Regions from separate parts of the Mus musculus genome. Here region 2 is linked to region 1. The links are chromatin contacts, called in public promoter capture Hi-C maps. All regions are on one chromosome and are shown on one strand. Each heading gives the region's core, a stretch centred on a gene start, on an enhancer-like site or on the middle of the called end of the contact. The rest is flanking DNA. Distances are from core to core; before and after follow the strand shown. Region 1 holds the start of Cops3 (COP9 signalosome subunit 3). Region 2 holds the start of Slc47a2 (solute carrier family 47, member 2).

The links. Promoter capture Hi-C pulls out the DNA fragments that hold promoters and counts their contacts.
Region 2: a contact with region 1 is called in a promoter capture Hi-C map of liver, with 2.1 times the contacts expected there. The contact joins the promoter of Slc47a2 here to the promoter of Cops3 in region 1. A contact is called at or near these places in 3 of 39 promoter capture datasets (cranial neural crest and liver).

Annotation. Positions count from the first base shown.
Region 1 is chr11:59,835,415-59,843,054 of GRCm38.p6, forward strand. Cops3 (COP9 signalosome subunit 3) reads right to left here and starts at 4,353. Exons shown (of 12, transcript NM_011991.1): 1 at 4,256-4,353; 2 at 1,477-1,606. The coding sequence starts at 4,310.
Region 2 is chr11:61,340,202-61,347,841 of GRCm38.p6, forward strand. Slc47a2 (solute carrier family 47, member 2) reads right to left here and starts at 2,659. Exons shown (of 17, transcript NM_001033542.2): 1 at 2,416-2,659; 2 at 2,238-2,339. The coding sequence starts at 2,577. It overlaps Slc47a1 (solute carrier family 47, member 1), which reads right to left. Exons shown (of 17, transcript NM_026183.5): 17 at 3,199-4,327. The coding sequence ends at 4,101.

The DNA.
Region 1 (7,640 bases), core at 3,103-5,602:
GAAACAATTCCCACAAGTTGTCTCTGACCTCTGCATGTAGATGTAGACACACACAAATAAACACATGTAAAAAGTATGTCTTCACATACATCCCATGTGACATATATGAAAATGTGTATATGTGTATACTATCTGCTCTTTCATATCAGTAAGAAAAAAATACACCTTCCTCTCAGAATTGCCAGTGTGACTAGGGCCAGATGTTTATTATTTTAAATGCCATGACAACATCCCCATTTATACACTCCAACAAAACAAATTCTCTTGAGACATTGTTACAAGAACTCCAGTTACAAGAGATTTGAAAATCTGTGCCAGGCTATAAGAAGATACATGACTAACTGTAGTCCACCATACCCTACTACATTATATTACATTTTTGCTTTCTAAGTTAGAAAACATTGCTAAGCCTCTGGATCACATTAACATAATATTGAGACAAATGCAAGTTATAATGCCTAGCTTTTTTTAAAGGAAATTTTCAAGGAGCAAGATGGCTCAGAGACTAAGAACACCACTGTTCTTACAAAGGACTTAGTTCAGTTCCCAGCACCAATGTCAGGTGGCTCACAGCTGCCTGTAACTTCAGCTCCTCTTCTGTCCTCTAAGGGCACCCCACAACACAAACACACAAATTAAAAAAAATATTTTAAACCAGCCTGGTTCAGGACAGCCAGGGCTACAAAGAGAAACCCTGTCTTAAAAATCAACAAGGGCTGGAGAGGTGATTCAGTGGTTAAGAGCACTGACTGCTCTACCAGAGGTTCTGAGTTCAATTTCCAGCAACCACATGGTGGCTCACAACCATCTGTAATGAGATCTGATGCCCTCTTCTGGTGTGTCTGAAGACAACTATAGTGTACTTATATATACATAAAATAAATAAATCTTTAAAAAAAAAAAACAACAAAAATTTCAAAAATTCAAATTTGTACATACATAAATGAATGAAAATGATAAATTTGCAAGCTGGATCATTCACTCTGAAGTTAAGAGAACTTGTTCCTCTTGCAGAGAGCCTGGGTTAGGACCCAGTACACATATGGTGGCTCACAACCACTCATAACTCCAGTTTCAGGGGAATCCAACACCCTCTTCTGACTTTTGAACACACCAGAAATGCATGTGGTATACATGAATACATGCAAGCAAAATACTCATACACATGAAATACACATAAACCTTTCAAAAAATTATAAAACTGGTGTCATGTGTAGTAGTGTACACCTTTAATCCCAGCACTCAGAGGCAGAGGCAGGTGGATCTCTTTAGTTTGAGGTCAACCTGGTCTACAAAGTGAGTTCCACGACAGTCAGGGAGCCAGGCTACAGAGAGATCCTGTCTCCAAACAAACAAAAGACATGGAACTGAACACAATATAATAGTAAGCTGCGATTTGCTGGAGCATATGCGCACACTAGAAAACACAGACTGTAATAAGCACAAACCTACAAAAGAAAAGAAAATGTCCCTTACAGAACAGCAAGGACACCCAAAGAGTGTTCTTGAACATCTAAAGCCCCAAGCACAGTGTCCAGATGGGACAAGTTCTTCGCAAGGAGTTCTCCACTCTTGTTGATGAGTTCACAAAGCTGAGTCATTTGCCCTGCAAAACAGAACACTAGCATTCAGTTAGGGTAATAACTAAAGAACACTAACCAGACTTCCTTCTCAAATGCTTGGATGATTTGTTATGTCTTCCTCTGAGACTAGGATGAGAACAAACAACTTGCCCCTGCCTCAAAGCTAGTCAGAGGAAACACAAGACCTCCCAATCCCCTCTGGGCTCCAGAAAGCGCCTGCAGTTCCTAAAGCCAGAAGTCTACATATCACTGTCACTGTCTTTCTCAGAACCAAACAGGACTTACATTATGCCATAAGTTCCTCAGCTCCACTCCTCTCCCTTTCACGTCTTAATTCCGAACATTATCACTTCTTGTATGGACTACTTGGCATATCTTCTAAATGGTATATATGTTTATTCCAAATTCTACTTCTTATTATGCAAACTCAATCAAATTACACTCTAGGCTTTAATAAATCCAAACACCCCAGCTCAGTGTCCAGAGCCAACTTAATAACTGGTTTCTACTGACTCACCTCCCGGTCATTCATCAACTTGGGCTCTTCTCTCTGCCCTCGCCATAATTTCATTCCCCACGACTCACTATCCACCTACTCTGTGCCCTCAATGTACTACAAGAGACTGTGGTGACCAGGTAACTCAAAGTGAATCCACGTGTAAGGGTCTACTGAGCAGCTAAGCAACAGCTCCTTGGACTGACTAGCCTCCAAACTGCTAAAAAAAAAAAAAAAAAGGGGCTGGTGAGATGGCTCAGCGGGTAAGAGCACCCGACTGTTCTTCTGAAGGTCCTGAGTTCAATTCCCAGCAACCACATGGTGGCTCACAACCATCCCTAACAAGATCTGACGCCCTCTTCTGGAGTGTCTGAAGACAGCTACAGTGTACTTACATATAATAAATAAATAAATCTTTAAAAAAAAAAAAAAAAAAAAAAAAAGTTCCACTTAATGGCATTATAGTGTGGCTAGGAGAAAAGACAGGTGGGTCTCTGTAAATTCCAGGCCAGCAGGATTACACAGTGAGACCCTACCTCCAAAGCAAACAAAAACCAAGTGCATGTTTACAGACAATCTACAAAACTAAAGAGAACCCTCTCCCATCCAGAGTCTATACTCCAGCTAGCCTCATTCTTTTCTCAGAAGCAACCCAGTGTTACCAGTGAACACCTTAAGGATCTAAAGACAGTCCACATGAATAGGAATACTCACCCATGCGCCATGCAGTCTATTTATTCACATAGATGGCACTGTGTTGTGTACACTATTAAGCATCTTTCTGCTATTTAATGATGACCTCAGATTCCTTTTCAGTTTGCAAAAAGTATATGCACTTTTCTTCCCACAGCTGCATAGGAATCCATTTGTACGGCTGTGCTGTAATTGTCTAATTTTAATTTTCTGTGTCTGTATGTGGTTATGTGCATGTAAGTGAAGGTGCGTGAAGAGACAGAAGAGGATGTTAGGTTTTGGGTCCCTTGAAGCTGGTGTTACAAGGGGTTGGGTGTCCACTAACAATGCCAGGAACTGAACTCTGGTCCTCTGAAAGAGTAGTACATGCTGAGAGCTGTTCTCCAGCTCCACTTAATTAACTTATTTAGAGACAAGGTTCTCATTGTGTAATGCTGGCTGGCCTTGAACTCAAGAGATCCACCTAACTCAGCCTCCAGAGTTAGGGGACTAAAGGAGTGCACGCCTATGCTCACTCCTTACTTAACTAGTCCTACCTGTATCGTATGGATGAATGACTTATTTAAAGAAAAAAAAAAATCACTCACAGGTGTCTATCTGGCCTGTGAGCTTAAGTCTATCACTGACAAGGAAAACGAGAATTACCATTTATTTTGCATGGTGTCATCATTTAAACCTTACAAGAGTTAGGTGGACAACTACCCGGACACACCTCATACCTCTCTTTTTCTACAGATGAAGAAACGAGCCTAACCTCACGGAATTTCCACATGTCAAAAGCATTTCTAACATGCTTTCTCCACTCCATTCCCTTAACTCTATTAAAGAGAGGTCACATTCTTCTGGCTCAAGATTATGGGTGTGTTCAAGTGACGAGATGAATGGACCAGACGGTATGCAAATTAAGGGGGGGAAATAAAGTAACAACTGTACGCCCTAGAGATGTAGTCCGACTACTGAAAGCTCCCTTGGAGCTCGGTTCGACCAAAATAGGGGCGGAGGATTCCGAGCGTGCGCCGCTGGCCAGCCAAGACTCACGCCTTCTAGCCAAGGAGCCTAGAAAAGACTCCCCTCCAGCCGCTAGAAGGGCCTGGTGGGGGCGGGGGGGCAGACCGGCAGGACGGACAGGACGCTAGACCAATCACCAAAAAGCAGTGATGGCCAAGGGACCAATGGGTGCTCCGGAATGCCCCTACCGGAAGTCACGCCCCCAAACTGTCAAGCGGCGCCCCGTGGCTGGGGCCCGGAGGGGGGGTGCTGGAGGGGGAGGGGAAGGAAAGTCTCCGGGGCCCGAGGCAGGGGAAGGCGACGGCAAGGACGACGGCGCACGACAGCACGAGGACTGCTCCCCTCGGCCGTGCGCTCCTACCCTAAGCACCAAGGCTTGAGCAGGTCCAGGGGGAGAGGCTAGAGAGCGAAGGGCGGTCCCAAATCCGCACCGGTGCCAGGGCATACCGGGCCAGCTCTGCGGCCCAGGCCTCACCTTGAGCTGAGAGCTGTCGGACACTGTTCACGAACTGCTCCAGAGCAGACGCCATGTTTCCCCCCGCTGGTGGCCCGAGCAACAGAGGTAAGCTCGCGCGGGAAAAAGCGACTGCTCTAGGAGGAGGGGCCCGGCGACCCACTAAAGCCTGGAGGCAGGTTGTGTCACTTCCGCCGGCCAAGCGCCGCGAGATCTTACCTGGCTGAGGCACCCCCTCCTGTCTCCATGGAAACAGTTCCGCTAGTCGCCGGAAGTCAGGTCCCCTCCCTCGCCTTTCATTGTAGTGCACTTGGGAAATCTCGTCTCATGTTAAATGGAAATAACGAAGAAAGGAAAGAATAACACTTAAGCACAAAATTTCTGGGCCCAGTTTTGCTTAGAATGACTGAACATTATTTTAAACCTAGCCACATACTTCCGACACGGCTCCATTGCCACTTCCGGAACATGTCACTAGAGAGCCATACTTTCTTCCAAAGGCAAGGGAAAATGACTCCTTTTGAAGGATGGGGAACTCGTTTTATAAGTTCCTAGGAATGGTGGCTTTTATCTAACGACCAGAAACCCTTCTGTATCTGAGGTTGTGCTCATTTCTGAACATACACAATGCCTGAGAACTAACAGCTTAGTGCTGGACAGTTTCCCAAGTCAAAGTGTAACATTAGGAAGGTTTTGAATTCTAAAGCTGAAAATTAAACACCAAGCAATTCCTCGGATTTCCAGGCTCCCCAGGTCTAGACTGAAGCAGTGATTTTTCTCATTCCATCTTTGGTTTCTTATATGACCATCATCTATCTGTAACAGTTAAACTCAGGTTAAACTTTCCCTCTGAAGCAAGCTCGGTAATCTAAGGCTAAGGGGTTCTGATAGATAGCACAGCACACTTTAGGTTCCTGCTTGGCTCGGAACTAATTTCTTTCCTAGGATTTCTAGTGCTGTAGCAAAGATGAGAAAAAGGTTACTTTGTATCACTTCATAAGATGAATGAAAGGCCTCAGGCAATGAGGCTTTAGAGGGAGACTCTTGAAAGCAACCGGGATCCAGGGTGTTAGTGTTACCGCTCTAAGGGGCAAGTTTTCCCTAATACAAGTGTTGCAGTTCCGAGGGGGCAATGCCAATGAATGTGTTACAGCTCCGGAAAGACTTCTCCAATGGAAGTATTACAGCTCTGAGGGGAGAGGTTGCTTGTGTGTAAGTGTGACAGCTGAAGGGAAAGTTATCCTGGCAGTCTGGAGCCAAGGAATGCCACAAAGTCACATGGCACATCAAACGTCACTCAAGAGATTGGGAGAGATAACAGAGGGTGCTGCCTCTCCTGGGAGAAGCAGCAGGGAATTGGTGAGGAGACAGGCTTATACAGAGTTTCATGGGGAAGGAGTTTTCCAGGGTAAAGATTTCCACGGTGAGGATTAGTGAGATTTCAAGCCAAACTCAAAGACTGGTGAGAGTTTGTGCTCAGGGATTCGTAGGTTTTGGAGCTGAGGAATTGGTGGGTTGGTGACAGGAAACGGTCACCAACAAGGATATTTAACCAGATTATAGGTTCCTGGTTTACAGTTGGAGATGGCACTACCCTCTGGAGGAATACTGCTTTATCTTCATCCTTCCAAGTGGTCAATGAACCACAGCTCCAAAGGGGGCAGAAACACCAGTACTAGTGGCATATCTAGTCATAACAAGAACTCTTTGCACACGTACTCACCAGTAAACCTCTATCTTGTTCCCAATATAGACCCACATATGGTTCTCTATAAGTTGACCGGGCATTACTATGGTCAAAGGGACTTTAGGGGTTGGACATCCCATTCTTTTGCTCATATAGCATCTTCATCTGTGGTCAAGCGGGTGGGCAACCACTCCCTGCTTGGATGGTATAGAGTAGTCAGGGATGAGCCAAGAGCCTGCATTTGTTGTCTCAGGGTAATGTTGCCCAACCCCTGTATGCTCTGATAAGGGGAGGCAGGAGTCCATAAAGGACAAGGGGAGAACCCTATGTGACTAGCAGGGCGAGACCTGATACCCAAGCAACTGGCAACAACTGGTCCCCAACCGGGGGACACTTAGTGAAGTCCACAACTGTGTTTTCAAATGGGGTTTCTCCAACACTCTGTACCCTTGAAGAGACATTAGGTCCCCAACTCAGGTTATTTTGGATACACATTTCACATTGTATACCACCTGGGCTGTGCTGGAGAGTCAAAGGATGTACAAAAGTCAGCTTAATAGGCCTTTATGAGCTTCCCAGATAAGGTGGGTCTTCTGGTGTAACTGACAAGACCTGAGACTATGGCCTCAGGAATTAGCCATTTTCAAATCCCCACCATCCATGTGGGAGACAGATTCCACTTTCAGTCTGATACTGAGTGTTAAGGATGTGAGTAGCTAGGCTCCCATTCTGCCACTGGCCTAAATCAGTGCATAAGGCACAGCTCTAGGTTCTACTGCTCCCTTGAAGGTGCAAGCTTCACTTCTCAGTCTTCTTTAGTTTCTTCCCTTGATGCCCTCCAAAGCATACAACTGCCACCTCTTTAGGTGACATACAGCATCTAAGAGTTCAAGGATTTCTTCTTATGTTTGCCTTGGTTTTGTTTGTTTGAGACAAGGTCTCACAATATTGCTCCGGCTGTCTTGGAACTCACTATGTAGACCAGGCAGACCTCAAACTCACAGAAACCTGCCTGCCTCTGCCTTCACCTTCGAGTGCCTGGATACCACTCCCGGCATGAATTCAAGGATTTCTTTGCCACGGGTTATATCTTTTCTTTCTGAGTTAGTTAGGCACTTTTTGCTCTATAAGGCTCATGTATGTGGAGGGTGGAAGGCATATTTAAGAGTCCGTGTGTATATTGACATACACCTCAGCTGTAGTAGCAGGGCCCAGGTCAGTAAGAAGTTATGCCTTTGGCAGATATTTCAAGTCAATGATGAAAATCAAGTTGACCATGGAGTACCCCGAAAGATATCCTTTCTCTTTCACAAAGCTGCCACCATTGGTGAAATACCCAGCATTCAGGGGCTAATTGGTTAGAGAATACCTCCCCCACAACTGATGCAGTCATGGTCTTGATGGTCTAGACCAACAACACTGGGTCTTGAGGTCTGAGGTACACAGTACTTCCAGGTGAATGTGCAGGTTCTCATACGTTTCCTGGCAGCTGATCATCCAGGCATTAGTTAGCCAGTATTGCCCCTTGTGCTCCGTCAGCACTGTGAGTGTGGGGTTCAAAAATGTTTGAGTCTTTGAGGCAGTCTAGTCCTCATTAACTAGCCCTGTCCCCATTTCCAGGCTTCTTTTTCAGGAAGGTAAAGATCGTTGGCTCTGAGGGGCCAGGTGGATACAGAAAAAGATATTTATTTTAAATTTTAAAAAGTTATGTACACTGGT
Region 2 (7,640 bases), core at 1,409-3,908, 1.5 Mb after region 1:
AACTGTACGAAGTTTGCCAGGTACCTGAGTCCCTCTTGCCTTCAGTCTCGCTGTGTGACTGTTGGCTCCTACCAGAAGCCATGGTGCCATCTATATGTGATGATGGAGCTCCGAGGTTCCCCCTGGATCTCAGCAGAAGCTGGTACCATGCTCTCAAATGTCCTAAAGAAACCCTTTCCTTATAAACTGCTCTGCCTCAGCAATGCTCTGAGATACTAACAATGGGCCCGGAGACCTACATCCTCGGGAGGTCAGTAGCAGGCCACATATGGAGTCCCCTAAACTTACCCCACCAGACAGGAAACCCAGAGGGCACATGGCACAAGGGACCCAGCAGTGAGGCACACACTGATCAACCAATCCAGGAAAGGGAAAGAGGAAGTACCTCACTTTATAAAAAGTGGTAGTGTGTGCTTTTAATCCCAGTACTCAGTAGGAGGCAGAATCAGGTGGATCTCGGGGTTCGAGGCCAGCCTGGTCTCTACAGAGAGTTCCCAGACAGCCAGAACTACACAGAAACAAAACAAAACAAAACAAAACAAAACAAAACAAAACATGTCTCAGACAAACATACAAACAAAAAGTTATTTTTCTAAACAGAGTTTCTCTGTGTAGCTTTGACTGTCCTGGAACTTGCTCTGTAGACCAGGCTGGCCTTGAACTCAGAGACCTGCCTGCCTGCCTCCCTCCAAGGGTTGGAACTAAAGGTGTATACCACCCCTGCCCTACTTTGACACATGAGAGTGTCTTTGTTCTGTTATTTGTTTGTTTGTTTGTTTGGTTGGTTGTTGTTATTGTTGTAACTAACTGCCTTTGGTTGGCTTAGAATACCAGTCATCCTCTATAGCCCAGGTTTGTTCAAGCTTCTACCAGACTGAGCACAGTCAGAGCTCTCTCTCTCTCTCTCTCTCTCTCTCTCTCTCTCTCTCTCTCACCAGGAACAGCATTACAACAAAAGATGAGACAAAAATGACTAGGCCCGTAATTCCAATGGAGGCAAGAATATTGAAACTTCAAGGCCAGCCTGGACTACTGAGCATGACCCTGTTTCAAAAACAAAATGTATAAAACTTAACATATCTAACCACTGGGCCACTACCTTCCCAACAATTAGTTACAAGGTAACATTCACTAAAAGCAACATATCTCCTTGACTCATTTATGAAGGGCTGACAGTGGCTCTCACTGTCCTGCCCTTATCTGCAGAAAGCCCTGTCTGTAGAACACACTGGTGCTCCCACGGACCACCGCCAAGCCTCCTGTCTCACTGTGGGTCGCATTTATTCCTGTTGTTTTTACATCGAAACTCTAGAGACATAACAGGAAAAGGAAAGGAAATTGCCAGACAACAACAACAGAGAAAGAGGAGAGAGAGAGAGAGAGAGAGAGAGAGAGAGAGAGAGAGAGAGAGAGAGAAAACTATAATTCTGACAGTACAGTTATAGATCCATACATAAACTGAGACACACACACACAGAGAGAGAGAGAGAGAGAAAACTAAAACTATAATTCTGACAGTACAGTTATAGATCCATACATAAACTGAGACACACACACACACAGAGAGAGAGAGAGAGAGAGAGAGAGAGAGAGAGAGAGAGAGAGAGAGAGAGCGAGCGCCAGGTCTCTCTCCTCCATTATACTGAAAGAGAAACTGCGGACCTCCACTATTGCACAGGGCATTCCAACATCCTAGCGGGCAGAAGGGACACTTTCGGAAATAGGGGAGGACCCAGTCGCCATCACCTCCCTTGGAGGAAGAGTTTCTCTCCTGTCTGAAAGTGAGGATCAAATGCAAGCGAGCTGCTTTCCACTACCTTGCTAGCAGATGGAGAGAGGCTTCTAAGGACGCGGGATTGCAAGCCATGAGGAAGAAAGACACTTTACATGCAATCTTAATGAACCGTGTAACTAATAGCTTTGGTGGTTTGGTTTCAGAAGTGGGGACACAAAGTTCATTTAGGGTAGCTGTGCACCATGTGGTCTGCTTGGGACACTCCTTTCATGTCCCCCCAGGACGCAGTGCCTGGGGGTTGGGAGGGGGTGAAGCGGGGATTTACTCTGAACTCGCTCTCTTCCCAAATCTGAAGATCATAGTAGCACGGTGGGTCAGACCCAGACCCTGCAGTTCTAATTCGGATTCTTGGCACTGAGGCCATTTCCAGCGCTATACAAATAAAAACACATTAAAGCTTTCCGGCTTTACCACATCATCAGCTGAAACAGTTAGCACCTACGGAAACAGCGAGTGTCACGGCGTCCAACTCGACTTTGCCCAGGTGTCCGCAGAAGATGGAACTGACGATGCTGATGAGAAAGATCATCAGCTGCGCCAGGAACTGCAAGGAGCAGAGAGGCGGTCACTCTCGGGCCGCCTGAGGTCGCCCCGCGCCCGCAGCTCGGGGTCCAACTCACCACCGGGCCCGCGAGCGCCACTAGCGCGGCCGCCTCCCGTCTCACGTCGGGGGACAGCGCTCCTCGAAGGCCCAGCAGGATCCTCAGACTGCGCCCCCGTGGGACGCGGACCAGCTCCGGGGGCTGGATGGTGGCTCCCAGGCTGTCCTCGGCCGGCTCCATGGCACAGGCTCAGATAGTGGCGCGATCCACACGTGGAGCCGTGAGTCGAGTAGCCACTGCGAAGTGCAGGGAGCCGGGCGGGAACCGCCCCACGCGCCACCCCGCCCCGGGCGCCGCGTCCAAATCCAACCGTCGCCGAGCGCAGCGCGCGGCACAAGCCTCGGCCTGGGTGCTTATAGACACAACAAGAATTAAGCTGAGGGATGGTTTAGGTGGTCCCATCCAAACGCCACTGTGTAGCTGCTGGTGTAGCTCAATGAGGAATGCCTGCCTGTAGCAGACTCCAACCCCAGCCCCAACCACCAAAAGAAAAAATAAATTGAGCCGTTTTACACTCATAGTGACTGACGTTTCTAATTGTGTTCATTTTCTGTACTTTGGAAGTTTGCTGAATTATCCGTGTGTACTTAATCAACCCTTCAGAGGCTGGAAGAATTGGGCTTCGACTTTGTTCAAGCTTTGTCCAATGGCCACCACCAGGGGGATTGTCACTCTGGGTCTTCATCGCTTTACAGCTCCAGAGACCTCCCGTTGCCTGCACCCCTCTCCCAGGGGAATCTGAGCTTCCTCTGATGATTTATAAACGCTGTTTGCTCACGGAATAATAATCTACAGCCCAGAGACATATCATAAAATGTATTTAATAGAAGTCACACAGCAAGAATATAGAAGCAGTTCAGATATAGTTTTGTAGCATAGAAAACAATAGGCAGAAGAAATAGGAATTCCAGCCCGGAATGAAGACAGTAGACAGCAGTGCATGTTTGACAGTGGCAGATGAATTAATACTCCCCCATAGTCTCCCCCACATTGCACTATATGGTGTTTACCTTATTTATTAGAGAAACAAAATTTTTGAATTCTCAGTTCATAATTCCCATGGGCACAGTTGAATTCTGTTAACTATAATGACTGGCTCTGAATTGTCTCTATGTTCAAAACTGCACGTGGGCCCAGACTTAAACAGTGATTCACTTTCCAGGGGCTCAACTTTAACATTGATGCAAAAGTGACACGCATTCAGAAGAGACTGTTTTTGAACGGGGAGCTTTTCCTGGGTTCACAATGTGTGACACTATCCTTTGGAAACATGGGGACAGTGGCAGTGAGCTAGAGTCTCCAGGTGACTCCCTGCAATCCCAGGGGTGCAAAATCAACATTCCGGTTGGTACAATGTTTCGAATACTGGTATTTGGTAGGTAAGTATATTGCAGGCATTGTCCACTCCAGAGCATCTCCTCTGCCTCTGTCTCATCTATGTCTCTTTGTCTTTCTGTTTATATCTCTTGGGGGGGTGTCTCCCTCTCTCTGTCTCTCTCAAACACACACCCAAAGAGAGACACATACAGAGAGAGAGAGAGAGAGAGAGAGAGAGAACTTATGTTAGAGGGCCCAGAACATGCTGAACATATTGCTGTCTGCAGTATCCCCAGCCCTGATGTTTCAATGTGGGGTGGATTTGTTCAGCATTAACTTCACAGACTGAGGAGCACCCAAGTTGCTGGATTGATGGCATTCCCACATTATTCAATTCTGATATAGACTCTCACTAAAATCCCACCCACCAAGACTAAGACTACCCCTAGGAGCAGGAGTCCTCTCCGTAAGGCCAACTGTTTCCCAGACAGTTTATTGCTGTCCTTTGGACGGATAGGCAAAGCTTGTTGCTGGTTCATCGGCTGGTCCAACTGAGTCTCGTCTTTTTTTTCAAGATCCGTCATCATAATTTCTCCATGGCTCTCAGGACACACTGTGGGGAAAAGGGGTCTTAGTGAGTAGCTTGAAAGGATTCTTACTTTCATATGTACAGATGGTGGTGGTTATTATTTGTGATTGTTGCTAGGAGAAAGTTAATTCAAGAAAAAAGTTGTTATAAGAAAGAGAGAAAGAAAAGAAAGAAGAAGAAGAAAGAAAGAAAGAAAGAGGAAGACAGACAGACAGACAGACAGAAAGAAGGAAAGAAAGAAAGAAAGAAAGAAAGAAAGAAAGAAAGAAAGAAAGGAAGGAAGGAAGAAAGGAAGAAAGGAAGAAAGACATACAGATAAGAAGATAGGAAGGAAGGAAGCAAGCAAGCAAGCATCTTAGGGCGATGCTGCAGGGGAAGGTCTGCTTTCCCTTTAAATGACCATTAATGTTCCTTCAAGTCGTTTTTATTTGTTTCAGATAAGGCACTGTAGAGAAAAACATAACAAATCCATCAAAATTGCCAAGTCACACCGACCCACTCCTCCACCTGACTTGCAATGAGCTCTGCCCTCTGAAATCTCTTTACACTGACATGGTCTGTCCAGAAGTTCCCGTCCACCATTAGGTTCATACAAGACAAGACTTGTACATGCTCAGAAGTGTCCTCTGCTTGACCTAAGTCTATCCCATAGGACCTTGCTAGGTCTCTCCCATACAAATAGGCAGAAGTGACTCCAATATTATCTTTTTACTTTCATTGCTCCAGGAGATACTCACAGGGGACAAAGAGAGGCACATTTGTGTTTCGTTTTGTAGTAAGAAATAGGGGTATTTTACAGTTTACAAGAGCACATTTGTATCTCATTCTATGGAAGGAACCCACGAGCACACGCTATAAACGGCTTACAAGTTTGCACTGCTAACAGTTTGTTTGTTCGGAGTAAACTTTCAATCTAAATACCATCCAAATGGGCTCGGGAGAAATGCACTTCTCAGTCACCTTGGCCAGCCCTGCCCTGCATCTCAGAGACAAGGCCAAGCACTTAGCCTATGTATATATGCTAGTAAGAGAAAGAGGAGGTAGGCAGCTCTCCCTCAGGCTTCCCAGATTTCCAGCGTGCTGGATAGAGCATAATTTAAAGATAAAATTCCTGATTCTGTTTATTGTGGCAGATGGAAAAATTAAATTCCATGCCCAGAGCTGCTGAGGGCACTGCTTACAGGACATCCTCTGCCTTCATCTCTGGGTTATGCTTACTGGTTTTGTATTTAGTCAAGAAATGGCTCCGGAGCCATCCAAGTAGGAGTGAAGGCCTTTTAGAGACACTTGTGGTCTTTCCTTCAGCAGTCGGACTATTAAACAATGGTTCCCAAGAAACTGGTCATTTCCCAGAAAATGTCATGCTGAGAGAGGAGAAAGCCTGTCTCCTGGGACCAGCCAGAGAGGAGCTTGTCTCCCACAAAGAGATTTCACAGTTCTGACAAATGCTCAGGCAAGCTTGAAGGAAACTCTATCAATGATAGGTGGCTGATGGGCAGGGCCACATGTTGACCAGGGCTGCGTGCACACCTAAGCATTCCTTGTCCCCTCTGCTTAAACCTAAACTTCATGTCAGGACCCTGAAGATAGACTTGAGGAGAAGATGGGAGGTGTCACTGGGCCTCTTTATTGGTTCCTCTTCGCAGTGCAACCATATTGGATAATAACCCATCCACCTTCTCTGCTTCCCAGCATTGCTTGTCTGTCCAGCTAGCTCACGGACAAGATGCTAAGCCTGCATTAGGGCTGCCAGGGCTCTGGCCCTAACAACGCTGGTACCACCTCTATTCACTCCATAAACTGCTCTGGTCAGCCAGCATGGGGAGCCAGAGAGCTAGGACCAGGCTTCTTAAGGGGCAGATCAATAAGTATTTCAGCAGAAAATAAACCAAATGGAGGGGAGGTAAACTAAGACACAGCTCAAGACATTCACAGAACCGAATACGGGACTCTTCACCTGCAAGGGCCTAGTGAGTACCAAGCAAGATAAGGACTCACACGAAGACTCGAGGCTCACGGCCTTGTGGGGGTAAGAATACTAACAGGAACTTTCCAAGAGAAGTATAAAAGCAGATTACCTAGCAACCCAAGAAGATGGGTATCAGCTTTCTTTAGAAGCGTAAGAAGGTACGTATGTGATTGAGTAAGTATGCCTTGTCAGAAATGTTTGGGATCAGAAGTATTTCATATTCCAGTGGTCTTAGATGTTTCAGATTAGGGATTTTTAACCTGTGCTATGATTGCTACAATGGCCTCAGAATTCCGACAAGATAATTTGGAACATCATAATACTGGTTTCACCAGGTATGGCGGTGTACACCTGTAATGTACAACTTGGGAAGTAGAGGCAGGAGGGTCAGAACTTCAAGGTCATCCTCACCTAAAGGTCAATTCAAAGCTAGCCTGGGCTATGAAGATCCTGTCTCAAAGAAGCAAAGACAAGCAAAACGTTTAACATTGAACAATACCAGATTACATTCACAGAATCCTTAGGCTATACCTGGAAGGTTCCTACAACTCAATCCTCAGAGCTACATGACTGGGTAAGTCTAATTATTTCCCACATTTTACAAACTAGCCCTTCCTCCCAAGATAATTGCTAAATCGGAATAAAATTAATAAATACAAATAAAATAAAATAAAATAAATTCAAAAGAGCATCTTGAAGGTAGTAGAGAACTAATAGCACACACACAAAGAGAGTTCCCAGAATAAGATCATGAAGATGCTGGAAACCTGGGGGTGAGCCAACCTCTGGAGTGGCTTTGCTCTGACAGTTCCATATTTGGACATGTGGCTCAGGGATGAGCAGTACCTGTGAAGGGTAGGCCCTGCTAAACTTCCCCATGTCTGGCCTCGAAGCCCTAATAGGATGCATGCAGGATGTCAAGATAGCCCCATGATAGGCCAGCCACACACTGGCTGCCTCTTACCTTCAAGTCTGTAAGAGCTTTGGGGAATCTCAACCTCTGAAATTTCCCTAGACTGCCCGTGAGACCTCAGTATCTAACAAGAGTGGAAGGAAGTCCTAAGTAAAGACAGACAGCTTTTGGTCAGCCCTCACGTGACTCAAGGATAACCAGACACTAAGAACAGAATCAGAGAGATGATAAACCACTGCCCGCCTACCTGCTGCACCTTTGTGCAAAAGGCATTTATACTCTTCATAGCCACATCCCAAAAGCACGGTCTAGGGAAAATGGCTGCTCCTACAACCTTCTAATATCAGAGAGATTTTGCATAGTAAAGTCAGCATGATTTCCTCCCCCACACCCCAGACCCTCAGAAGACCCACACCCCCACTCCCTTCTGCAGCTTCAAATGCTTCTCTACAAAC